2 separate regions of the Mus musculus genome follow, and region 2 is linked to region 1. Evidence: chromatin contacts called from public promoter capture Hi-C data. All regions are on one chromosome and are shown on one strand. The core of a region is the stretch at or near the end of the contact, and the rest is flanking DNA. Distances in the headings are between cores, read along the strand shown.

Region 1 (6,069 bases), core at 1,835-4,334:
TCTTTGTCTTACTGAAGTAGGTAGCAACCCAGGTATTGTCTGATCACTGAGGACATTTGAACAAATGTTAACCCATTGATTAGTTAACTTCATCCAACTTCATTGTGTAGTTTTTGTATTAAAGTGCTAACTGCCAGAAGCACGCAGAATAACCTATCTTAGTTTTTATTTATTTTATGTGCAACTATATTTGCCTAATATGCAGCTCTTATTCCAAAGGGGGAAAGGAAAATAAACAATGTATTTTTATAATAAACTTTTTATATAATGATTTTATGCTTTTTCTTAGAATAGATCCCTCACTTTAATTAAGGCAGTCCTTCATAGTTTGGATGATGAGATCTTTTGCTATTCCAACAATTTAGTAACTCTTGTTTACAGAGAACAAGTGCTGATACACACTGTGACTCAAGCTGCTTTTGTCCTGGAATCATTTCTGCAAGTCCAGAGGAGTAAATTCCACTTGTGTGAAAGTCCAGAAAGAGCCTAGGAATTTTCAGTCGACTGTGAAGACTGGAATCCTCCTGCTTCAAATTTTTCCTTGAATTTTAAGTAGTCTCTTCTTTTGTCAAAATATTTTATCTATGGAGATAAAAAGGCCTGACATTAGAGCAAGTTACACAGCTTAGGGAATCAAAAGCACAGATTTAAACGTAGCATGTTACTCATTATCAATGATACTGAAGCAGGATGGTAGTTTGTATTCTGGAATCCTGAGTCAGGAGTCTAGTCAGCTTCTAAGAAGCCTGAAGAACCAGGAGTCTATCCTTCATGACTAGTGTTTCTGTTTAGTGTCCAAACGACCTGGGAACTTATGAAACAGTTTTATGCACACTGGGGCCTAGTAGGTCAGGAAACTTTCAGTTTTACAGATGATTGCTGGCTATAGGTTCAGTGTGTCGAATAAGTTATTGCCCCTGGCATTTTTCTCAACTCTGTTTTATCTAGAAGCACACACATCTGGGGAGGCAGACAAATGACTAACTAGTCACATTATGAAGATTTGGGGTTTTTATTCACAGCTTCCTCTCTCTTCATGGGGTGTGATACTGACCCAGCACCTGTAGACAGGACAAATGCAGGACACCCCCTCCCCCCCAACATGTGCACTGTGAGACTAGAAAATGCTGCTCTTGTTAAAAGCCTTCAGTGTATGCCCTAATGGACCCCCCCCCCCCCCCGCCTTGTTCACTGAGAAATCGTGTTCTCTTGCATAACAGGCAGATTTGAATGGCGCACCCTCTGGCCCAGAGTATCAAAGGTAGCCCTGACTGCCAACCCAGGTGTAGGTTTCAAACAGTTTCTGAACACGATGTTCAATCTTTAACTTCATGGGAAACAGGACCCCAGTTCAGAGTGGGTAAGGAACTGTTTGTATACAGCTCCACTAAGCCTGTCACAACACTGCTTCCTCTGAAGCCTCATCCCTCCCCTTAAGTCCCTTTGGTTTGATGGCCTCTGTCCCTCTGTTGTATTTGACATGGTATTCATAAATCTGTTCAGTCTGTCTGTCAATCTTGAACTAACTGCACTAGAATGGGTGTTGCATAAAGGATATAAGATTAAAAAGCATATGATATCCCTCACATTTTGTGGCAAATTATTGTAACATCTGTCAGGATCAATGCCCCAAGAGACAATTACATTTAAAGGTAATTTAGGCATTCCATCCCAACTTAAATGGGGTGGGACAAGCCATACCTTCTACAGGACTGATTGATCAGAACGGGAGTGACTACGGAGAGGTTTGATTGCTGCCAGGTCTGTCTTTAGCTCTCTCTACTCTTAAGCTCTCTTAATCCCTTGCCCTCTTCTGTGACTGACATAACACCCTGGTGACAGGTGAAACCTTCTGTAATGTTTTAACAGACCACTGGCTTCCACCAACCAGAAGGCTTCCTTTGCTGTAACAAACTTACCTTTTGTTTCCACCGTTTGTTCTGTTCCATAAGACTGCATAAAACTTCTGCCAAATGGTATCTGGGGAAAACCTCATACTCTGTTCCTGAGCCAGTCACTCATATTTGGCTACAAAACAGACTAGCCCTTGAAGCGAGAGCAGTATTTTGGTGTTGACAACAGCTTGTCCAGAACTCAGCACCTCTTAGGGTGTTTCTCCTCCCGAACCTGTGGGTGCACCAGCCACCCTGAGCTGTGGTTCTCTTGTCCCTGCATAGCACATGCCCACATCTTTCTCATAGGACCGCTGTAGAGCAGAGTACACGTACACTTCAGGATCTTAGTTCGAATCCTCCACTACAGAGGCTGCTTCATCCTGGAGAAATGTTTCTCCTCTGATGCATGACTCCCGCGGCATAAATCTGGATGCAAGACCTCCCAAGGCTGAATTTAAAATCCCAGCGAATGAATCCAAGTGTCTCTCTCAGAACACATTCCCATGATCCTCCATCTCCTCCCCACCCTCTCATGCACGAGTGTCTTTGGACACACCTCTCAGTCTTTATAGGAGTCGACAGAGGCTGGGACAAGGCGAAGAGAGGGAAGAACTAATACTGAGTGAGCCAGACTGCTTAATATGACCAGGCTCTAGGGGAGGAGCTGTGAGAAAGGCTATGGACGCCTGCAGAAGTCACAGCGCTGTACCACCAGGTCCCTTCTCCAGAGTCTGGTAGCGCTGTCATTTTCTCCAGTAATACCAACTAACTGGTGACTTCCAACGCGTGACCTTGCTCCTCAAAACCCACCCTAAGGTGAGGGTGCGCGCAGGGATGTGTTGCACCCCGCGGGACTTACCCACTGCTGGGGGCAGCTGGCCTCGAACGAGCTCCTCAGCTTCTGGCACCGGGCCGCGTCCTCCGCGTTGTCGTCCAGGCAGCGCCAGTACAGGTCGCGCGCACCCCAGCATGCCTGCCTTTCCTTCATGGAAGGGGCTGCCATTCCTGCCTGCAGTGGTCACGCGGGAAGCCACGCAACATGCGACCGGGGCTCAGCCTACGTGGGAGAGCGGTGTGGACTGTGGTTCCCGCACGGCGGTGTCGCCCCGCAGGTCCACCGACTGCACAGGGAAACTCACTGCGAAAGTACCCGCCGCCGATTGACCTGCCCCGGCCTCCGTTTGCAAATAGAAGGGCGGGACTTCCGGCCGAGTCCGTTTCTCCGGCGGATAATTTCCGGCACCAGGGGCGTGGCCTATGGGCGGAAACTAATATCTGATTGGTACCGCCCTCTGTAGCTGCGGCTGCCCTGATTGGCTGAAGAGGGACCCGGAATTGGCGGAGGCGGCCGAGCCGGCACCAAGCTCCGTTCTCAGAGTGTGGTGAGAAGGGGATAGCTCGCCGGAGAGCGCCGACTCTGGGTGAGGGTGAAGCTGAGGTTGGCCATGCTAGAGGTTCCCTGTGCCTTTTATCAATGTCAGGTTATAAAAAGGTATCCGGGCGTGGTGGCACACGCCTTTAATCCCAGCACTTGCGGGGCAGAGGCAGGCAGATTTCTGAGTTCGAGGCCAGCCTGGTCTACAAAGTGAGTTCCAGGACAGCCAGGGCTACACAGAGAAACCCTGTCTCGTATATTTATCTCATTTTATCGATATGGCTGCAATTATGACTGTGCATAATGGTACATCAAGAGCAGACATGAATGAAATGGGAAATAAAAGCAGTGATGTTCGCAGCCAGCCACAGCTGTCTGTATATCTCTTCCCGACCGTCATAATCAAGAATTCATTGGAAACTGAAATAACAGTAGCAATTTCAGTAGTGAAGTTTAGCTCTGTAGATGACAAGAAAGTGAGGCTCTTATAAACAAATGAAGTTTAGCAAAGTGTACAGTTTCTAGAGAGATGGTGCTAGTAGAAATTTAAATTTGCACTGAAAATCCTTCTACAGACAAATTCCAGATAGTTCCTCCAGGAGGTTCCTCTCGACTTTTACTAATTAAATTCTACCTGTATTCTTGCTACTGTTAACTTGTACTAGTTACAGAACCTCCCCAACTCTGAAATAACAAACTCCTTGGAACTCATTGATTTATAAGAGAGAGGAAGAGGAGGGAGAGGGATAAAATGGTGTGATAATGCTTTATATGTCTCACTTAACTAAGAGGGTTTGCTGTAGAAGGATTAATGTACATGATTATGGGAGCCATCCAAGACTTTGTTGAAGGTGTTAGACATTATGCATTGTATGTTCCCCAGTGTCTTGCCAATATATTAAAAAAAAAAAAAAGTCCTATTCAAAACTCTGGTGGACCTGTATGAGAAAATATGATTTAGGGGTTGAAAATTAATTTTTAAAAATTTATTATTTTGTATGCATGGGGGTACTACATGCATGCAGCCTTGAAAAGGTTTTTTTTTAGCCCCACTCATCTACACAAACCCAAACAGCATCATGAAATGGACAGAAAAGACAAGTTGCAGTGCAGGCATTCACTATACCTACAAACCGTAAGACATAGAAACCCTTTCCTTCTCTAAAGGTGCACAAGACAGATGCAACACTGCTGAGAAAATGAGCAGTCTATGCAGATACTGAATCCTCATTGGTTACCACAGCAGTATATGCAAATACTGACGTCCTCATTGGTTAGCACAGCAATCTATGGAGATACTGACAGACATCCTCACTGGTAACCACAGCAATATATGCAGATGCTGACTTCCTCATTGGTAATCATAGCAATATATGCAGATACTGATATTCTCACTGGTAACCACAGTAATATATGCAGATATTGACAGACATCTTCACTGGTAACCACAGCAATATATGCAGATACTCACGATATTCTCACTGGTAACCACAGCAATAAATGCAGATACTCATATCCACTACAGTATTAAGGATAAATACATAAATAGTAAAACCATAAAGGGCAGCAAAGATTATCACAACTGTCTCTAGGGCTAGGAGAGATTTGATCAGGAAGGGCACACAGAGACTGAATGTGAAGCCTTTGGGTTCTGCTCCTAGACCTGGGCGTTTGCTTTCTAAGCACTTTTTTAGCCATGCACATGTTTTGTTTATGTTTTTCTGCATGAATGTGTGTGCCCAGGTTTTAATAGAATAAGTAATTGGCCCAAGAGAGTTGATCATTGTTGTAATTGATCTACAGAAAGATAATAGCAGCCATTATAGAGAGCTTGATTACTAAATTTTAATGTGTTTACCATCTTATATGTTCTTTCTGGCCAAAAGTCAGCCCAGGAGAGTCCTGGCCAAAAGTATAGGCCCAAGAAGGGTTATCATTGTTGGGGCTGATCTACAAGAAGATAATTATGACCACCATATAAAATATGATTATTGACTTTAATGTGTTTACTATATCTGTTCTTGGGCAGTGTTTAGTGCTATATACCACTCATGCAGCCACAGTTCTTCCTTGTCTGTGATGAGACTGAGGCAGAGAGGAGACATACTGCCAAAATGAGTGTACTGTAGTCGGGTTCCTGACTTATCCCCTCAGGAGATTCAACCACCAAAAAGGAATCTAGAGGTTTGAATGGACAACAGCAAAGTCCACGTGCACATTATCAAAATATTGCAGACAACAGGGCCAGTAAAAGAATGTAAGTGCCACAAGAAGGTGGCAGGTGTGCGGTCGCCCAGCCCGGGTGTAAAATGGAGAGCCAGTGAAGAGAGGTCAGGGACAAGGGTGGAAGGCAGGCGGTGCTGGCAGCTCCAGCCACAAGAAATTGTGCGAGTCACCCAGTCTGAACCGAGTGGATCCCCAAACTCCTGGTGGCAGGGCAGGACAGACTCCGTTGTAGGGTGTTGTTTTTCTGTTGCTGCCCACAGACTTTTATTTATACTCTGCTTTTCAAAGCAGTTATCAGAGACACCTACTCAGGAACACAAATGGGGCCGATTCCTTTGACTTCAGTGTTGCTACACACCCTTCTGAACACCAGGTCCATCTGTCCTGGTGTTCTCCTCCTGTTAACTAGAGATGTGCTGCAAGGTTTCGCCTCCCCTCCCCTCTCCTCCTCTATCCTCCCCTCTCCTCCCCTCCTTCTCTTTGTTTCCTCCCCCCCCCCCCCCCAGCCCTTATTTTCCTTGTCGAGTTGATCTAACCTCACAGCTTCAGTTACTATTTCTGTCAGAAAAGCAA
Region 2 (5,498 bases), core at 165-2,664, 2.8 Mb before region 1:
TTTAAAAAGTCCTGCTGTGGTTATTTTAATTCAATGAAGCTGAAGGTATGAAGATGGTTGTTGTTTAATTTAGAAGATAAGACACAAGTCCTGTGCTTGTATATTTATTTGTTTTTAGTGAGGCTTTACTGGATATTAAACAGGGAAGTTCTTTCAAATTGTCTACTTCCTTCCCTACATTTTTTAGCAAGGTGTTTTGTTTATTCATTCATTTGTTTTGTTTTGAAACTGGCATTAGTAAGTACTTATTTCTTCAGAATTCTGGGAAGTACTCAAGATCCACTGAGATATCAAGCAATGTGAACTCAACAAGTCCTTGATTTTTCTACTTTCCCTTGGCAATGAATCTGCTCAGCTATTATTGGACTAGGAGGACCACTGTCTGTAAGACATTCTATTAAATCCCCTTTCTACATACACAGAGAAATTAATCCTATGAGATGAGGTACGTTTTTCTATACTAAGACAACTGTGGTTTTTCTCCACCTTGCCACTGAGGAAGATGTGCTGGCTAACAATAGTGCTCTACTGTTTGTCATGTTTTCTGGTTTTCTCCCAAGGTTGTTTCATACCTTTTTGGTGAAAAGGAGCTGCAGTTTCCCTGAGCCCAGCATGAAGCCACAAAACAAAACTCTTGTTTCCTAAAATCCTCTTTAATGTTAATATCCTGGGCATCCTTCCACCGGTGGGCCAGATTGATACCTGCACTCCAAGTTCAGTAACAGGCTATCAGATACCTTCAAGAAGGGGAAGTGCTGTGAAGAAAGTTCAAGCAAGCTACGAAGGAGGTCATGGTGAGTGCAGGATCACTGCCCACAAAGGGGAGGAGCAGGCGGCTAAAGAGCCTGAGCTGAAATGCTGTGTCCTCTCCCACGGCTTGGAGGATAGGCACAAAAGCTACTGGAGTGCAAGTCAGACCTGAGATCTGGAAAAGGTCTGACCCAGGACTGGAAACTCTATTTAACCTTGAGGAGGGGTAAGACTCACTGGCCAATCAAGGCCCCCAGGCGGACCTGCCAGTCAGACAATGAGGAGGGTTCTTCCGGGTGGCTTGCTGCATGTTTGTTTCGGCTGTGCAGGCTTGAATGGTTCTTTCCGTCCTGATTGGGTGCTGTGAGGGGACCTCAAACAAGCTCCGAAGTTGAGACATGGTGAGTGTGAGATCACTGCCCACAAAGGGGAGAAGCAGGCGGATGGCCGGAGCTGCAACGGTGGGTCCTCTTCCAGGGCTGCATGGGACGAGAGATATCACGAGCAAGATGCCAAACTTGGTGGACAGACACAAATGCTACCGGAATGCAAACCACTCCCGGGATCTGTAAAAGGTCTGGCCCGGGACAGGAAGCACACTTTAACCTAGAGGAGGGGTAAGGCTCACTGGCCAATCAAGGCTCCCCTGCGGAACTGCCAGTCAGACAATGAGGCGGGTTCTTCGGCTGCCTTGCTAGAAATTTGTTTTGGCAGTGCGGGCTTGAATGGTTCTCTGTATCCTGCTTTGAGCGATGTTGTTGGGTGCTTTGAGGGGACCTCAAGTAAGCTCCGTTTTTGAAACATGGTAAGCGCAGGGTTACTGTCTATAATGGGCAGGGGCGGGTGGCTGAGCAGTGCGAGCTGAGGTGGTGGATCTTCTCTGGGCTGGATGCTCCTCACTTGCTAAAACAGGCGGTGAACTCTGAATAACATCAGTATCAGGGCTGAATCTAAAAACATTTGGACTAGGGGCTTGCTTGTAGAAATATCACGAGCAAGATGCCAAACTTGGAGAGCCCTAGTTTCTCTTGAATCTTATATAAGTTTTGCCCTTAGCATTTATCTATTAGGTGTAAGATCCATTTGTAGTTAATTTTGTAGAGCTGTTAAAAGGCATCTCATGTGTTGGATAGCACTCCCATATTAAGCTGAGATGTAGAAGAGTAGAATTGATGATGTAAAGGATTTACCAAGCTTAGGAAATAATGACAGTAAGTAGCATTTAGCTGATGGAGGACTGCATCAAAAACACCCCACAGATTAGTATGATAAGCAGGCCGGTTAGAGACTAGGAAGCTAGGATTCACATGTTTGCTCACCAGGTTTGTCTAAACATCTGGCTCCAAACCATAACAAAGGAGGCAACTGTGTTGTACAACCAGCCACTTGGCACATGCTCATAGCAAAAAGCAGGTCTGTAACAAGCTGCTCAATCTGTCATTAGAGTCACAACCAACATTAAGGACTGGTGTGCCTGAAATCCCCATTTTCTAATTGGGAAAAGCATAGTTCTGCCACATGGGAAAGACTACACTGGTTGACATCCATTTGAGAAGGAAAAACACCTATGTGCTTGCAGACAGGAGCCGAGCATGGTTGTCCTCTGAGAGGCTCTATCAGCAACTGAGACAGATGCAGATACTTACAGCAAACCAATGGACTCCAGTCAGGGACCCCTATGGAAGAGTTAGGGGAATCAAATAACCCAGATCCCTCGTGGTTCACAAAGACTAAGCCATCAACCAAAGAGCATACATGGGCTGGCCCATGGTCCCAGGAACATATGTAGCAGAGGACTGCATTGCCTGTACTGAGTGGGAGACTATACACCTAATCTTGTAGAGACATGATGCCCTAAGGAAGGAGAATGGGGAAGGTGAGGTGGTGGTGGGTGAGTGGATGAGAGGAGTGGAGATGGGGTGATCGAGCATGGTCTCAAAGGCAAAGGGAAGGGGGAATAGGTAAAACATCCTGAGAGGGGGGACCAGATAGTGGTGCAATGTTTGGAATGTAAATAAATAAAACAATTAAGAAGAAATAGAGAGAGAGAGAGAGAGAGAGAGAGAGAGAGAGAGAAAGAAAGAAAGAAAGAAACACTGTTGTATGGAGGGCTAGCCTTATCAAGTAAGTCTTTCCCTAAAGCCCTCATGAATAAAGAATGACAACTCCTTCTCAAATCCAGGAACATACTTGGCAGAGCCAATAATGGACTGGGGCCTAGGCCTTGGGAGCTTTTGCTATGGCTACAATGTATTGAGAATAAAATAGAGCTCCTTTTCTAAAGCCAGGAATATCCTTGGGAGAGCTGGTAATGGTCTGGGGCCAAGGCCTTCATGACAATTTATATCCTCAGAACCCAACTCTTTCTGCCATGTGGGGCTATGGTTATTAGTCGTAAGGCCACTGTAGGCTTGGTCAGTAATGTTCTTTTTTATTTTTTTCTGGTTTTTCGAGACAGGGTTTCTGTGTGTAGCCATGGCTGTCCTGGAACTCACTCTGTAGACCAGGCTGGCCTTGAACTTGAACTTGAAATCCGCCTGCCTCTGCCTCCCAAGTACTGGGATTAAAGGCGTGTACCACCACTGCCCAGGTTAATGTTCTTGAGATAAGGAGTAATCTTGTGCAGCTTCTTAGAAGTCTCCCATTTATTTCCATCTTCCCTCTGTAAGTAGTATACAGGATGCTATTCTTAAGAGCTTTACTTAGCACAAGACATGGCTTCTGCAAGATCTCCCCATCACAACTTTTATTCATTCTTTTTTTTTTTTTTTCTTTTTTTGATTTTTCGAGACAGGGTTTCTCTGTATAGTCCAGGCTGACCTGGAACTCACTCTGTAGACCAGGCTGGCCTCGAACTCAGAAATCCACCTGCCTCTGCCTCCCGAGTGCTGGGATTAAAGGCGTGCGCCACCACGCCTGGCTCTTTTTTTTTTCTTTAAAAACATTATATATATATATGAGATTGCTCTCTTCAGACACACCAGAAGAGGGCATTAGATCCCATTTCAGATGGTTGTGAGCCACCATGTGGTTGCTGGGAATTGAACTCAGGACCTTTGGAAGAGCAGTTGGCATTCTTAACTGCAAAGCCATCTCTCCAGCACACTTTTATACATTCTACCTTCTACTTTTTGGCTTTTTCATCCTCTGGGACCTTGGACTTAGGCCCCTGTCACTGAAGAACCAACCTTTGTATTAGGGCACTGGTGTACTTAAGAAATAGTTTCTGGAATATCTTTGCTGTAAAAAATCTCCCATCTACCTCGTTGACTAGACTTGCGGTCTCCTGTCCCTATTTAAACTGTCCAAACTATAACATGAAGCCTAATCCTAAAAGAGCATTAGACAGAGCTGAGTTTGGGCTATCATTATAGAGATTTTTTAAAAAGTAATCTTTAATTTTGTATAGAGTGATTTCTCCCTGGGAAGGCATGTTAAGTCTAAGACAACTGTATTTTCAGCCTTTAAGAAAGATGTTTCCAAAAAAAGCTTTGTTGACTCAGGTCACCTTGCTGCCGGTCTGTTGCTCCCCGTGGAAATGACCTTGCTTGCCTCTTGATTAAACTTCCTAAATTCTTTAGTTAAAAGGCTGTACCCCAAGAGAGTTTTAAAATCACCCATTGGAGTCATGTAGTGAACTGCCCATTGCAGCAACAGGAAAAGGATGTGCATGTGAAGCATGGCTTCTGCCTTCAGACCAGAACATGAGGAACTGTGTGCACTGCACAGTGAAATAGTATAGGCAATAGCTACATCACAGATTAAAGTTTAAGGGGGTCAGCTGCAGGGGGCACCATTATGAAGAAAGATCTGATACAAGCAGGATGAGTGATTGTGTAATTTCCTAGCATGTATTAATTCATGTATGTGAAAAAAACAGAGCAGATTGCAGGGGTGAATAATTTGGGTATGTTGACTTGAGCCAGTGAATATTGAATTACCAATGTTGTCCTGTGGAGGTATGTGGAATGCTCACTGCTACAGTTAAGTCAGCTCAGAAATTTGAGCCATAAACCATTGGCTGTGCTGTGTTTGTCAGCAGTAACATTGCACATAGGAACAAGGTCTTATTAGTGCCATTCTCTCTACCAGGTATGTCTGCTCTTTTTCAAAGTTAGTATACCTATGTGTTTTTTCAAGTATATTTATCTTTTTAAAAAGTTAATTGCTGGTATTACTTTTTGAATTTTATTTTCTTTATGTATAACAGCTGTAATCTCTTGTTTGTTTCTATTCTCCAAAGTTTCCTCATCATTAAAAATTTCATTCCTTTTGCTCAGAGGCTTTGATATTTGTTTCTGTTTAGAGCAGTGTATTCGTAGCTGAGACTTTGGTCATTATATGTAGTTAAGACTTGCTTTGAAGACCTAATCCTGGGTCTGCTGCACTGTGACTTCAGGAGAGTCATACACCTTTCAGGCTGGGCCCTATTGCTCAGTGTGAAGGAAAAGGCATTAGTGAATGACAGTCCTCTATCCTCTATGGCTTTTTTTGAGAATTACAGCTAAAGAGGGACCTGTGTAACAATTGAATTCATCGACCAGTTTTGAAGTTGGTGAAGTCACAGCACAGAAAGGCTGTGGAGGAAAGAAAGTGGGAGTTTTCCTGTTTTGACAGTAGAAAGACATTAGGTTGTGTGCACAGAGAGAGAAGGGAAGGGAAAGAGCAAGAGGAGACCACAATGTCTGGATCATATAGGAAAGAGCCTCTGGGAGAAGGCAGCCCAGACTCTGGGCTGGAAAGTTCAA

What was found. Promoter capture Hi-C pulls out the DNA fragments that hold promoters and counts their contacts.
Region 2: a contact with region 1 is called in a promoter capture Hi-C map of liver, with 3 times the contacts expected there. The contact joins the promoter of 2610044O15Rik8 here to the promoter of Coa6 in region 1. A contact is called at or near these places in 2 of 39 promoter capture datasets (liver and pre-B cells).

Annotation. Positions count from the first base shown.
Region 1 is chr8:126,419,516-126,425,584 of GRCm38.p6, reverse strand. It overlaps Coa6 (cytochrome c oxidase assembly factor 6), which reads right to left and starts at 3,084. Exons shown (of 2, transcript NM_174987.4): 1 at 2,755-3,084; 2 at 150-582. The coding sequence starts at 2,898. The coding sequence ends at 487. It overlaps Gm51604 (a long non-coding RNA gene), which reads left to right and starts at 3,215. Exons shown (of 2, transcript XR_003947620.1): 1 at 3,215-3,316. It also overlaps a transcript of Tarbp1 not described here.
Region 2 is chr8:129,229,962-129,235,459 of GRCm38.p6, reverse strand. 2610044O15Rik8 (RIKEN cDNA 2610044O15 gene) reads left to right here and starts at 1,414. Exons shown (of 5, transcript NM_153780.3): 1 at 1,414-1,555. The coding sequence starts at 1,553.